3 separate regions of the Rattus norvegicus genome follow, and all the other regions are linked to region 3. The links are chromatin contacts, called in public Hi-C maps. All regions are on one chromosome and are shown on one strand. Each heading gives the region's core, a stretch centred on a gene start, on an enhancer-like site or on the middle of the called end of the contact. The rest is flanking DNA. Distances are from core to core; before and after follow the strand shown. Region 1 overlaps Cap2 (cyclase associated actin cytoskeleton regulatory protein 2). Region 2 holds the start of Fam8a1 (family with sequence similarity 8, member A1). Region 3 holds the start of Rbm24 (RNA binding motif protein 24).

Evidence for each region. A called contact is a pair of places that touch in the nucleus more often than the background predicts.
Region 1: a Hi-C map of psoas muscle shows a contact between it and region 3, with 5 times the contacts expected there. The contact joins the enhancer-like site here to the promoter of Rbm24 in region 3. A contact is called at or near these places in 2 of 12 Hi-C or Micro-C datasets (frontal cortex and psoas muscle) and 1 of 1 datasets of contacts at active chromatin or transcription factors (oligodendrocytes).
Region 2: a contact with region 3 is called in a Hi-C map of the A7r5 cell line, with 2.5 times the contacts expected there. The contact joins the promoter of Fam8a1 here to the promoter of Rbm24 in region 3. A contact is called at or near these places in 2 of 12 Hi-C or Micro-C datasets (the A7r5 cell line and frontal cortex).

What each region holds. Positions count from the first base shown.
Region 1 is chr17:18,265,843-18,270,234 of GRCr8, reverse strand. It overlaps Cap2 (cyclase associated actin cytoskeleton regulatory protein 2), which reads left to right. Exons shown (of 13, transcript NM_053874.1): 12 at 4,023-4,163. Among named protein-coding and RNA genes, the nearest start is that of Fam8a1, 26 kb to the right of the region's middle. Within about 2 kb of position 2,879, at least 3 of the 93 cell types and tissues checked have an H3K27ac peak or open chromatin away from gene starts, as enhancers often do.
Region 2 is chr17:18,239,189-18,243,418 of GRCr8, reverse strand. Fam8a1 (family with sequence similarity 8, member A1) reads left to right here and starts at 1,716. Exons shown (of 5, transcript NM_001305175.1): 1 at 1,716-2,441; 2 at 3,435-3,555. The coding sequence starts at 1,817. LOC120097854 (a long non-coding RNA gene) reads right to left here and starts at 1,690. Exons shown (of 4, transcript XR_010059108.1): 1 at 1,631-1,690; 2 at 1,013-1,077.
Region 3 is chr17:18,490,406-18,495,027 of GRCr8, reverse strand. Rbm24 (RNA binding motif protein 24) reads left to right here and starts at 1,400. Exons shown (of 4, transcript NM_001191100.1): 1 at 1,400-1,652; 2 at 2,743-2,866; 3 at 4,248-4,302. The coding sequence starts at 1,485.

The sequences.
Region 1 (4,392 bases), core at 1,630-4,129, 230 kb after region 3:
TTTTTAAAGGAAAAAAAAATCAAAAATAAAACAACCACTAAATCTCCACTTCATGCCATACTTAAAAGGTTCCAGATTAAATACCTTCAAACATTTAGAATGACGGAGGAAAAAAAAAACCCTTCATGGTTTCGTGGTTCACATGATTCAAAACCACAAACCATAAAGAAAACAAGTGGTTGATCTAACCCCGTTAAAGGTAACCCCGTAATTTCTAGGTTGGGGATTAAGTTCAGCGGTGAAATGTTTGCATAGCCTGGGTGAGGTCCTAGGCGCAATCCCCAGGACTGTGCGTGCGAGGATGTGCACACACACATCACAATTTTCATAATATATATTCAACAGAGGATACGATATGCAGAGCTGAAGGGCCAGATATGGATGAAGGAAAGATATTTGCAATGCAGATAATGAAAAGGCTTTGCATCCAGAACGGGAACGATGGTAACGAAGACCAGAAAGTGAGACTAGCGCTCTAATGGCAAAGCCAGCAGAGCGCATTAACAATTCAGAGACGTAAAGAGTGAACTGGTTGGCAGACACACACACGAAGATATGCTGGCGTGACAGAAGGAGGGGTGTGAATGGATACCGCAGTCGCAGATTCCTGTTCACGCTCATCTCTTTTGCATTCAGAATGCTCCTCGTTCTGTAAGGAGCCGCTTTGGCGGAATCTCACGGGTAAAGGAGCAGTAAGGGCAGGACAGACTGAGTGCGTGCTCAAATGACTGACGGACGAGCCTTCCTGGAAGTGGAGCACCGGGCTCCCTGCCACCTCCAAGTGACAGCATGAACTTGGTACCCTCACTGCAGGACAAACTGGCACCAAGAGCGAATGCCACATCCGTAACCTGTGGGTGAATCGTTATGTGTTTCTGTGCGCAGGGTAAAGCTCTAGCCACAGGCGAAGGAAACGCGGAAAGCGTGTATTGGAGTGGTGTGATAGCAGCAACAGAGAACAAAAGTACTTACGTGTCCACCTACTGGCAAATGGGCAAACAGCTCTCCGAGTGCTACTCAACAGTTAAAATGAACAAGCTACTGTTACCAGCATAAAAAAAAAAAAAAAATAGGTAGATTTTTTAAAAAACGGGTACATTTTTTTAAAAGGGCATTGAGCCGAAAGGTTAAGTTACAGGATGGTGCTATAGGAGAGATCCATTTATTAAAAAACATAGAGCGTGCATGCATACCAATTTACACATGAAACCCACTTATGTGGAGTCAGGGTGTTCTCCTGGGCACTTCACCCAATAGACAGATCATAAGCAAACAAACAAAAAAGAAACAATTGTTTTTTTAAATAACAACAAAAAGCCAGGAGAGTAGTTACATACAGGGAGGAGAGAAGTAGGGGGAAGAGAGGGAAAGTGGAGTAGACGACGACAGTATCCAGGGGACGTCCGTGATCGTGGGAGATTTTAGTTCTTGGGAGTCGGGGGTTGGGGGGCGACAGTAGTTGAGTGTGTGCTGCACACCTGTGACCCCAGTACTTGGGAGGACTCCATGCCGTTAGAGGCCGGTTTGATCTGTAGAGCAAGCTCCATCCAGGCTAACCCAATCTCAAAACCAACCTAACACACACAGTAAAGCCCGGTGTAACACCCCTGACGAAAGCACTTAGGAGGTAGAGACAAGAGAAGGAACAGCAATTCAAAGCCATCTTTGGTCCCAAAGTGAGTCCAAGGCCAACCTAGGCTACATGACACCCTGTTGGGAGGGAGGGAGGGAGGGAGGGAGGGAGGGAGGGAGGGAAACATTCAAACACACCAAAAGGGAATGTGGGAGAATGTAGCACTGATAAAGTTGTTGTAGAGCGTATATGTATCTATTACTCTTTGCATGTTTCCATGCCGGAAATAGCTTGTTACATTTTTAAGGATATGAACTGTGCACTTTGAACAGTTACTTTGGGAAGGGTGAACCATTGGTTGTCTGTGGTAGGAGATGGAAGGAGCAATTGTCTCCGAGACAAGAGAAACAGCTGATAGGACACTTAGTGAATTTCTGGATGCTCAAACCAAGAGAGTGTCATTACCTAGTTAAAGTGCCTAGTAAATTGTCTGAAAAGGGCCTGGGCACAACTGAAGCAGAAATCACTTACCTGCCTGGGGCTGAGATGGGGATCAACTGTAAGTGGCCATTAGGGATATTTTTAGAATGGTGGAACGATTCTAAAACTGGCTTGTAGTCCCAATTGCACAACTCTGTACATTTATGAATAGCATCCAGTTGTACACTTAAAAATGGGTGGTTCGTATAATTTCAGATTTTGCAACACTAATGTTATTTAAAGAAAAGGGAGGAAAAAAAAAGCTAAAGTTCATATAATTTGGCCTGGCAATCTTTTTTTTTGCAAAAATGTTCTAGGAAAACATACAGATTGGGAAAGAGACAACCACCGTCAGGGAAAATTTTTTTTTAATTATTACTGAGTAATAATATTCATAAGCCAACTCTCCAGGAGTCACTGGTAGCTCCTACTTTCCTTAGCTTGGCCGGAGATATCCGTGGGCTTCAGGCTGGCACACAGATGCTTTCATCCTCGTATCATAAAGAAATCTAGAAGTCAGGAAAACATGATTAGGCACATTTTTAAAACAGACACACACACATACATGCATGCACACAGAGACACAGAGATACAGTCTCATTCTCTCTATCTCTCTGTCTCTCTCACACACATACACATAGAGACAGAGAGAGACAGACAGAGAGAGACAGACAGAGAGAGAGAGACAGACAGACAGACAGACCTGCATATATACTATATTATCTCAAGCAGAGCCTTGCCTGTACTTGCCTGACCTTGAATGACCCAGCTGGACCGTTCTCTTGATTTGGGCTTCAATTCCAACTCAGTATCCAGTTTCTGTGGAGCAAGAGGAGGAGAAGCCAGATGACTGGCTAGACGCCCCACAAGGAATTCTTCAGGGCACCTGGGCCACAGACAGAATGTGTTCCTTTGGTTTGCAAACCAGCCTTTTCTTCTGGTTGAAAGGAGAGATGTCTTTATTGCTTCAATTACCATTACAAGAAGGAAACTTCTAGAGTTGTAATGAAGTCTTTGGGAGAATGGTATATCCCTGTGGGCATTGTGGGAAGGTTTGAAAATGGATTGTTAGAAGAGAAACTTAAAACTCATCTGAATTTTTTACTGGACTCAGATACTTGTGAACCTTACAAAGCACTGCCTCCTCTTGCTCGAGGGTCCCGATTATCTGGGTGAATGTCCTCAGTTTGAGCTCCTGAAATGAGTGCATTTTGAGATGCCTGGACCCCTATCTCAGTTGAACTTCACCTTTAGCCCTCAGACTCTTATCCGGCCAGTGACTTACATGAGAAGAATTGGAGTATTTCTTACTTATTCTGAAGTTTGGGAACAGTCTACCTGGCTTCTATTTGAAATTAATCTTATTGTTTGCCGTCTGTATGGATATTTGTTTTAGCCCCAGTCTCAGAGATAACTGTCAAAACTTAAATTTTAAGCAAATGAGTCCTGTTTCTCTTATCACGGAATCAGATAGGCGTTTCGGATTCGCTAGCGGGTTGTGGGGCTTTTCTGAACATTTTAGCTGCTGCCTCCAAATTAATCCCTTAATTTCACCTCAAGAAAGAGAAACGCTGCCTGTTTGGGATTCTCCCATGTATAGTCATTTCACTCTGTCCTCAGATGACACTTACACACACACACGGACACACACACACACACACGGACATGGACACGGACACGGACATGGTCACATACATACAAACACACACACACAGAGCGGGAGAGAGACATACAGAGACAAACAGAAACAGACACACACATATAGACAGAGACAGGAGAGGGAGAGAGAGGGAGACAAGAGACAGACAGACAGACAGACAGACAGACAGACAGACAGACAGACAGAGAGCAGAGAGTACATACTGCCCCCATGAGTCCTAATCATAAACTCAGGAGGAACTCTGGAGAGTACCTGCTTGGGCACATGGTCATTTTTATTTCTTTGCTTTGGTCCCATTTTTTCCCTTAGGTAATGGGGAGAGTGCCAACAATCTCCATTAATAAGACAGAAGGATGCCACCTGTACCTCAGTAAAGATGCGCTAGACTGTGAGATCGTGAGCGCCAAGTCGTCCGAGATGAATGTCCTGGTCCCTCAGGGTGACGATTATGTAAGTACCTTCCAAAACCCTGCCCAGAAAGGCTTTTGTGGCATGTTCATGTTAGTGTTCTTGGAGAGGGGGCTCATCACTACCATCTCATGAGCTTCCGTTGAAGACAGCAGAACAGGCAGGTGAGTGAGGAAGCCAAAAAATATTCTAATGCTCCTCTTAACATAAGGGTCTACTAGGAAGCTCAACAGAAAGGGCTCAAAACTCTAGAAAAACCTAAGGTTGGGTT
Region 2 (4,230 bases), core at 467-2,966, 250 kb after region 3:
TAGCTGGAAAGATTCTGCTCTGCAGGAAGGTCCGCTTTTCTCTTAGCCTTTTGCTAACCAATCACCCTTTGCTTCAGTCCCATTAGAATTCCTTCCTACTCCCTATTCAAATCGCTGTGTGGTGATGGGCTCTTGGCTGGCAGCTGACTGGCACTGACATTCATTTAGTCCCAGTTCCACAAATAATTAAAAGTTTCATGTTTATCAAACCCTTATAACATGGCCCACTGGTCATATGGGTTACTGAGTCTCATGCTATAAACAGCTCTTCAGAAAAAAAAATCATGATATTAAAAAGTGGACAATAGGGGTTGGGGATTTAGCTCAGGGGTAGAGCGCTTGCCTAGCAAGCGCAAGGCCCTGGGTTCGGTCCTCAGCTCCGAAAAAAAAAAAAAGTGGACAATGGGCCTGGAGAGAGGTCTGTCCAGTTTAAGCATGTTCCCATGCCCTCCCCTATCACTCTCTGCCTTATTCCTTTGAGGCAAGATCTCAGGAACACCAACTTCTCAAGACAAAGGTGTCTAGGTATTGCCCCTTCAATAGCCACACATTTTTGTCCCAACCTTATAGATCAGGTGCTTTTAAAAAAAAAAAAATGTCACGGCAAATTCCCCCAAGTCACTCCCCTGCTGCTGCTGGTAAAGCCCTTACTTAGGTGCAGCATTCCTCTCTGAGTGGCCACACTTGTTCCCCATTACCCGTCCTTTCTCCTAAGAATAAGCTGTTTAATTCTAACTCATTTTGGCAGTTTGAGAATGGTGTGGTGAACATCAGGACCAAAAGCTGGGGAAGAAAGGGTTTATTTGGCTTACAAATCTACATTGTACTCCATCACTGAGGGAGGCCAGGACAGGAACTCAAATGGGAAGAACCCGGAGGCAGGAGCTGCTGCACATCCCATCGCTTGTCTCCATGGCTTGCTCAGTCTTCCTTCTTATAGAACCCAGAACAGCTGTCTGCAGTTGTACCACCCACATCAGTCACCAGTTTTAAAAATGATCTGCAGGCTTACCTACAGTCCAATCTTATAAGAGGTATTTTCTCGATTGGGGTTCCCTCCTCTCAGATGACTGTAACCTGTATTAAGTTGACATGAAATTAGCCAGCGCAATAATCGTTAAGTATTATCACAATATTTGACTCTTGTAGATTCCTTATATAGCCCTGGGAATACTAAGTCACACTAATACCACTAATGAGCTTATTAATTTAACGTAGCAAAGTGTATTAAGATATCAGTATCTGAGAGGCTGCATATAGATGAAAAGACAAAAACCATACACAAAGGTGATAAGCAAGAAACAGGCACTGTGCTTGGAGGACTGGGCCCGCTTGGAAATTCTGGTGAATCAGATGCAGTTTCACAAGGGACAACCACGTCCTAAGCCCACAGGATTCTCTCTAGGGGCCTTGGTAATGGGAGTTCATTAGAATTCTCAAGAGTGATGCCGAATGTCTCACAGATGTAGCTTAAATGGGTGCGTACACAGTGTCCAGGAACTCGTACTCAGCATCGCACACGTTGTTATACTATGCTGCGATACGTTACGTTACCGAATATGCCACAATTTATGATTAAAACGTACAACAGAAGAACCAGAGAGACGGCGCGTAACTAGGAACCACTCACAAAGAAACACCACCGCCCGCCCGACCCCCCAAGACAAACGCGCCGGAGAGGCGGGGTTTCCGCTTCCGGCGACGGATTGTTGACGCCCGCTGCTGCTGTGGTGGCGACCGAGCGGTTGGGGAGGGGCTGACGAGAGCGGGCGACGGCGCAGTGACAGGCGGCGCGGAGGGTGCCTCCGGGGCGACGATGGCAGAGGGGCCCGAGGAAGCCCGGAGCCGCCCTCCCGGGCAGGACGGCGGTAGCGAGGACCACGAGCCGGTCCCTTCCGGACCAGGCTCTCCCTCCTCCTCCTCCGCCGCCGCCCCCCGGCCCCCGGCTCTCACGACCGTCGCCTCGGCGGTGCCGGAGCCGGAGCCGCAGTGCGAGCTCCGGAAGCGCCGGGAGACGGGCGCAGAGCCTCAGGAGCCGGGGGGCTGCGAGGCGTCGGACGGGCCGGGGCGGCTGAGCGCGCGCGAGTACTCGCGGCAGGTGCACGAATGGCTGTGGCAATCCTACTGCGGCTACCTCACCTGGCACAGCGGCCTGGCCGCCCTCCCCGCCTACTGCGGCCCGCCTCCCGCCGCCCCTCAGCCCGCAGCCCCGCCGCCGCCCCCGCCGCCGCCGCAGCTCGCTTACTACAACCCCTTCTACTTCCTAAGCGCTGCGGCGCCAGGGCCGGGGGCGGCCACGAGCGCCGGCGCCACCCCGACAGCCGTCGCGGGCCTGACGGCCCGGGCCCCGCACGTGCAGGCATCTGCCCGGGCGGTCCCTGTGACCAGGGTGGGCTCTGCAGCCCCTGCACGGACGGCGAGCGACACCGGGCGGCAGGCAGGTGAGAACGGGGTTGAGGTGGGTGCGTAGAACATCGGAGGGATAGAGTAGAGGATTTTATTCATCTGCCTCCACTTCCTATGTGTAGGATTACTGGTGGCCCGCGGGTTCTTTTTTTAAATTACTGCTACCCCTACCACCATTTTTTTTTTGGAAGGATCTCATCTTGTGGTCTAGGCTAACCTTAACTCAGTGTATAGGCCAGGCTAGCCTCAAACTTGCAATAAGACTTCTGTGCAGCCTATAGGCTCTTACTACATTCCTGTGCTAGCCAAAGGGGTCTGTCGAAGGATCTTGAAATATGTAACTGGGGAACTGCTACTACCATTGACAGTTCCCACGTACATCTGCTATGGTTTGCCCAGGCCCTAAATTCTAAAAAAAAAAAAAAAAAAAAAAAAAAGTACAATGCTGATTGTTCTTCCCTTAAGACCTGGCACTACCAATAGATTCCCTTAATCCTGACACTAGTAGCCCTTCTTGTATATAGAGAGACGTATGCTTATCAAACCATTCTCTCGGTGATCTCCATGCTCTGGACAAGATCCAAAGCTAAACTTAGGTGGCAAGCGCACTGTTGGAGGATTGAGATTAGAATACGAGAAATCACCAAGTTGGGCTGTATAAGGACAGTGGGACTGAAAGGCGATTGACATTATAAATGAGAACTTTTGACTGGGCCCAAGCCTTGAATATCATCTAGTAATCAATTCTGTGTAGTTATGAGTCCTAGCAAACTGTAGGAAAATTTACAGCCACTCTGCCGAGCCTGGGCCCGGAATGCTGGGATGACTGGCATAGCTTGCCACGTCCAGCTCGTTATTAGACATTTTAGGAACATGTTCTCTTGATGGGATCATTGCTGTTGGCTGATTCAAGGCTATCATTTTTTAAAAATTAAGTTGGACCTTGACTTTACTTTGCCCCTTCATTATCTGACTTGGTTCTTAAGCTTGTGTGAGAGATTCCTTTCCCTTTTCTTCCCGATTTACAGGTAGAGAGTATGTCATTCCATCCTTGGCCCACAGATTTATGGCAGAGATGGTGGATTTCTTTATTCTCTTCTTTATAAAAGCGACCATTGTCCTGAGCATCATGCATCTCAGTGGGATAAAGTAAGTTAAGAACAGTCACTGTTAAGTAGCTGGGGCTGCTACTTAGGGATCTTGTTTTGTAAATTCTGCACATGCCCATGAGTAATTCTGAGTGATGGATGTCCAAGGCTAAGATGTCTCCATGAAATCTGTACCAGTTGTATTTGTTCCCTTATTTATTGTTTTAAAGTGTATTTATGTGTAGCCAAGAGGTCTGCTTTGGGTGTCTTCTACTCTCTGCTGTGTTTTTTGAGGTAGGGTCTCTCACTTAACCTGGAGCTTGACATTTCAGCTGGACTGGCTGGCCATCAAGTCCCCCAATCCACTGCTCCCCCATCCCAATGCTACATAGGTACATAGGTGTCCTGGGACCCACTCAGGGACTGACCTTCTTCGTAAAGCACTTTACCCACTGAGCTGTCACTACCAGCCCCTTGTTGGTTTTAAGGAAGAAACAAAGGAGGAACCTCAATATGTTGTTTAAGATCTATGGGAAAGAGGTAAGAGGAGTGAGGCTTTGGTGGTACACTCCTTTAATTCCAGCACCCAGGAGGCAGTGGCAGGCAGATCCCAGTTCAAGGCCAGCCAGAGGTACAATTAAATACTGTCTCAAAAGAGATTTTAATAGGTAAAAGGAGCCTTTAGACCTGGCTTGTTTTTTGTTAACCATTCTCTTGGGCCTGGAATGTATTAGTT
Region 3 (4,622 bases), core at 151-2,650:
AGAAATCATACTTTTTACAATTATATCCGGATAAATAAATGAGGTCAATGCACTAAACGTTTTGTAATTCAAATAGAAGGAAATAGATTCTTTGCTTAGGAAAAAAAAAAAAAGACGGAGGTGGGAGCGACTTGTGTTGAGACAGACATTGTGCCCATCTTCCTGAATAACTAACTCAGGCAGGAAGCACAAATCCGATGATCGTAGGAGGTACAGTACTAATTCATGGTCCTCTGAAGTAGAAGGCACCCTTTGCTAGCTGTGAGCCATTAAAGCTAAAGTTTTTCTCAAGCACTCCCAAATGTTAAGGGTATTATTATTATTATTATTATTATTATTATTATTATTATTATTTTTAATTCTACATACACACCCGGGGGGGGGGGCAAGTGGACTCTACCTCTTGGTTTCTCACAGCACCAGCTTTTGGGGGCCAAGAAAACTTGACAGCTCTTCTCATGGTTCAGACCCCTAGAGGAGTCAGATTTCCTAGGTCCCAGGTGTTTGGGAGGGGACTGGCCTCTGTACAAATCACCCCAGGCCCCAGGGGACTCTCAAGTCAACTGGTCTTGCCACCCAGGCCTAGCGGGAAGGGCTCCGCGTGGTCCCTTTCAGAGAGTCCAGCAGCTCGCTCTGGGTCTCTCTGGGAGTCGCCAGGGGTCTTTGCGACTTTGACCGGTAGGAGCAGGCAACAACAGACAGAGCCAGGCGGCCTCCAGCCTTTTCCAACTCTGCCCCACCCAGCAACAGCGCCAGAGCCCTGGCCAGGCGACCCAGCGCCGCGCGGCGCGCGGGGAGAGAAGCAGCTGTTCCCAACAGCTGGGGGGCGGCGGCGCCGGGCGCCCCAGGTGCTGTCCCGGCCAATCGCAGGCGTCCGGCCCGCCCCCTCCCCAGCCGGGCGTCGACCCCCGGGCCGCTGGGGAAAAAGGAGCAGAGGGTTGGAGAGCGGTCCTCAGTCCGCACTGGTGTGGCAGCTCCTAAGCAGGAGGGACGGTCCCCAGCCCGAGCCGGGCCCAGCACCGCGCCCCCAGCTGCCACCTCCGCGCCCCCGGGACAAGGTAGCCTCTGAGCCAACCCCTTTCCCACCCCAGCCACTCGATTTTCTGAGAAAGGAACATCTACCTCTTTTGGACTTGGAGACCGCCACCCTCTCTGCATTTAAGGGGAAAATTTTTTTTTTTTTTACTTCCACGCGGGGTGAGTGCAAAAGGCTTGCACAATCCGCGGCTACGGAGCTGGTTACCCGGACGATCGGGAAGGTCTGGACAGTGACCGGCCGCGGGGACTGGAGTAGAGAGCCCGGGCGAGTGTTGGGAACAGCGGGCCACTTGGGAAGCCGCGCGCCCAGCGCCCACGCCGCTCCCTCGCCCCCGCGCGCGCCCTCGGCCCCCGGCGGCCGCCGCGCGCTGCGGGAGACGCGGAGCCCGAGGACCAGGCGCAGCCGCAGCCGCAGCCGGAGCCCGAGCCGCGGGGCGGGCGCGAAGATGCACACCACCCAGAAGGACACGACGTACACCAAGATCTTCGTGGGAGGGCTGCCCTACCACACCACCGACGCCAGCCTGCGCAAGTACTTCGAGGTCTTCGGAGACATCGAGGAGGCTGTGGTCATCACCGACCGGCAGACGGGCAAGTCCCGGGGCTACGGATTTGTAAGTTATGCGGAAGGAGGACTCTCGGGATGGGTGGGGAGCAACTAAGAGAGGTCCTGGAGAGGCGATAAAAGACAGGCCAGGAGGGAGCGAGTGGCCCCAGGCCTTAGGAAAGCATAGCATGGGGTAAGGGGCTCTGTGCGACCTCGCGGGGCGCCCCCTTCACTCGGAGCTGAGCTGAAACTTTAAGTGTGATGGGGTTTGGGGAACCGAGGGACTGTGGCTGCATCGTGGGGTACCGAGAGGACCTCTTTCGATGGCCCCGAGAGCCAGATGGAAGGAGAGCCAGATCTGGGATGCAGAGTTGAGAGGGAAGAAACAGTCCCTCGCTGTGGCATTTCTGGGTTGGAGGCTGGTTGTTAAGTGAGCTGGTGCTTTGTTTAAAAAAAAAAAGAAAGGAAGAAAAACCGTGTGTGTGTGTGTGTGTGTGGTGTGTGTGTGTGTGTGTGTGTGTGTGTGTGTGTGTGTGTGTGTGTGTTGTAGTGTTCACCCCCCCCCCAACCCCCAGCCCGGTAAGAAGAGACATCCGGGAGGTCTAGAGCTATCCACCCCCCTCCTTTTCACACCACTGCCTTTTAAATTGCAAAGGTGGATTCTAAAAGGAAGTGCTGCGCCCCTGAGTGTTTGCCTAACTGAAACAGTGCGTTAAGCTTTCTGGAGATTTAAAGGGGCAAATTCATCTGCCCAAAGACCTGAGAACGCTGGGGCAGGACAATTGCTATTGTCACTAAAGAGTGTTTGCCTCTTGGGAGCTACCGGCTGGTTTGGGGCTGGACTTTGTTTAAAGCCCACAGTACCTCTGGGGCCCGGGTGGGACCGTAAAGGGTAAATCTACATGCGAATTCAGAATGGTGGCTTCCAAATCTCTTTTAGGGCCCACATTAGCATCTTTAAGACTTTGGGTGGGGGCGGAGGGGGTCCTTCCTTTCTTCTTTCTGCTTATTGTCACTTTTTTTAAGGCAGAGAATGAAGGGTTAATGTTCCAACTGCCCCCCTCCCCCCAAATAGGAAGGGAAGCCAACTTCAATACTTTTCCTTCAGGGGTTAACTGAGGGCTCTGTGTGTCTGTCTGTCTGTCTATGTTGCTAAGGTCACCATGGCTGACCGCGCTGCTGCTGAAAGAGCCTGTAAGGATCCTAACCCCATCATCGATGGTAGGAAGGCCAATGTGAATCTGGCGTACTTGGGAGCCAAACCAAGAATCATGCAGCCAGGTGAGCAACGCCCTCCTCCCCTCCCCCCTGCCAACTCTTCACCCATTGGCAGACAGATCCCACCACCTCCCCAGCCCAGAAACACCAGCTTCCTGCGAGCCCCACGGTTGTGTTTGGTAAAACTTGAGCCTTGCCTGGTTATTCCACCGCGGCATTAAATATGCATGAGCATAGTAAGTATGCCTCTGGGTACTTGAGATGTGTCTACTAAAATAGATCTCAGGGTCCAGAGAGCCTGCCCTCAAAAGTTAATTCGTGTGTTTCCTATATAGTGAAAGGTATTTCTGACTGCGCTCAAGCTATCCAGTTTTCACTAGCCACTTGTGGCTGAAAAGGTACACTATGTGGTTGGGCTTTGTCATCTCCAGCCAGTGCGATCCAGGCCAGGGACGCTGTGCTCAGAGCATGAGTGGTCTGAACCCTGACCTGAGAGAAGCATGGCACATATTTTCATATAAAATCACAGAGTACCAGCGACCAAATACACATTGGAAGACTCCGCCTTCTCAGCTTACATTTCGGTGTTCTGCTTTGTCTTTAGTGACTTCTACCTGGGGATGAGAAGTAATTTGCTAAGATCTCCATAGCTGTTGGTTTACAATGGGATATGGCGTTGTCTATGAGGAAGTCTGTTGTATTATTTGGGAATGTTCTTCACATTTACTGAAAATAATTCACTCGGGGATTGAGCAAATGACTCGATTCCCTAGGCAAGCAACTTCGTTGACTAAATCTCGTGTGCTTTACACAAAGCCTTTCTGGCGGAAGTTTAGAAGAGAGCTTGACATTTCTCTTCAGGAGCTCGGTTGTCAGAAAGGGACTTCATGGAGAAATACCCACGAACATTCAAAACTCTGTCTTTCTAAAACATCTTCTCTAGAAAACTATAAGAATAGTACGTGTACTGTTCTTAAAAGAGCGATGGGGAATTCCGTTTTTATAGAATTTTAATACTATAAAACCGTAAAGTGAAAAATGTACTTTTCAAGGCATGGAAATGTTCCAAATTTCTTCTTCTTTTCCCTTTTTTTTTTTTTTTTTTTTTTTTGTTTGTGGGTGAGTTGGAACTGTAGGAATATTCGTGAATTTAACTTCATTGTTGTTCTTGGGTCTCTCTCTAAATATTTTCAAATCTTTTTTATGTCTGTTAAGTAAACTTTGCAGAATTTTTTTTTTTAAGTTTTCCAATCTTAGTCTGGTCAAATGTTTACTTAGGATGAATGATGACGTTTATAAAACATATCTATTTTTCATACATAAAGAACCGTTTCATAGGAGTGGTTCTTTTTAAACCACAAATTGTGATTGTAATTCCTTTGTAGGAATAATAAGAAGTCCCTACCTGTGCACAAATGGGAATTGTGGTGTGTTTTATTGCTAGGTTTTGCCTTTGGCGTTCAACAACTTCACCCGGCCCTTATCCAGAGACCTTTTGGGTAAGTCAATTCACCAAGCCCTCCAAAGTTACAACACGGTCACCATTTGTTTCCCTGCCTCTTTGTTATAAACAGACGAGGTCGATATGTCACAGAAGTTCCGGGGTTTTACATATTTATATATGCTCATGTATTTTTTTTAATGCTGATACTATAAATATTTTTAGATGAGTCAAGTTATCTGACCAAGTATGCAGTCTCCAAACCAGCCAAATGTTGGGCTTAGGATTAAACAAAACAAAACAAAACAAACAAACAAAAAAAAAAAAAAACAAATCCAAAACTACCAGGTATGACTTGTGCACAAGACAACGTGTCCC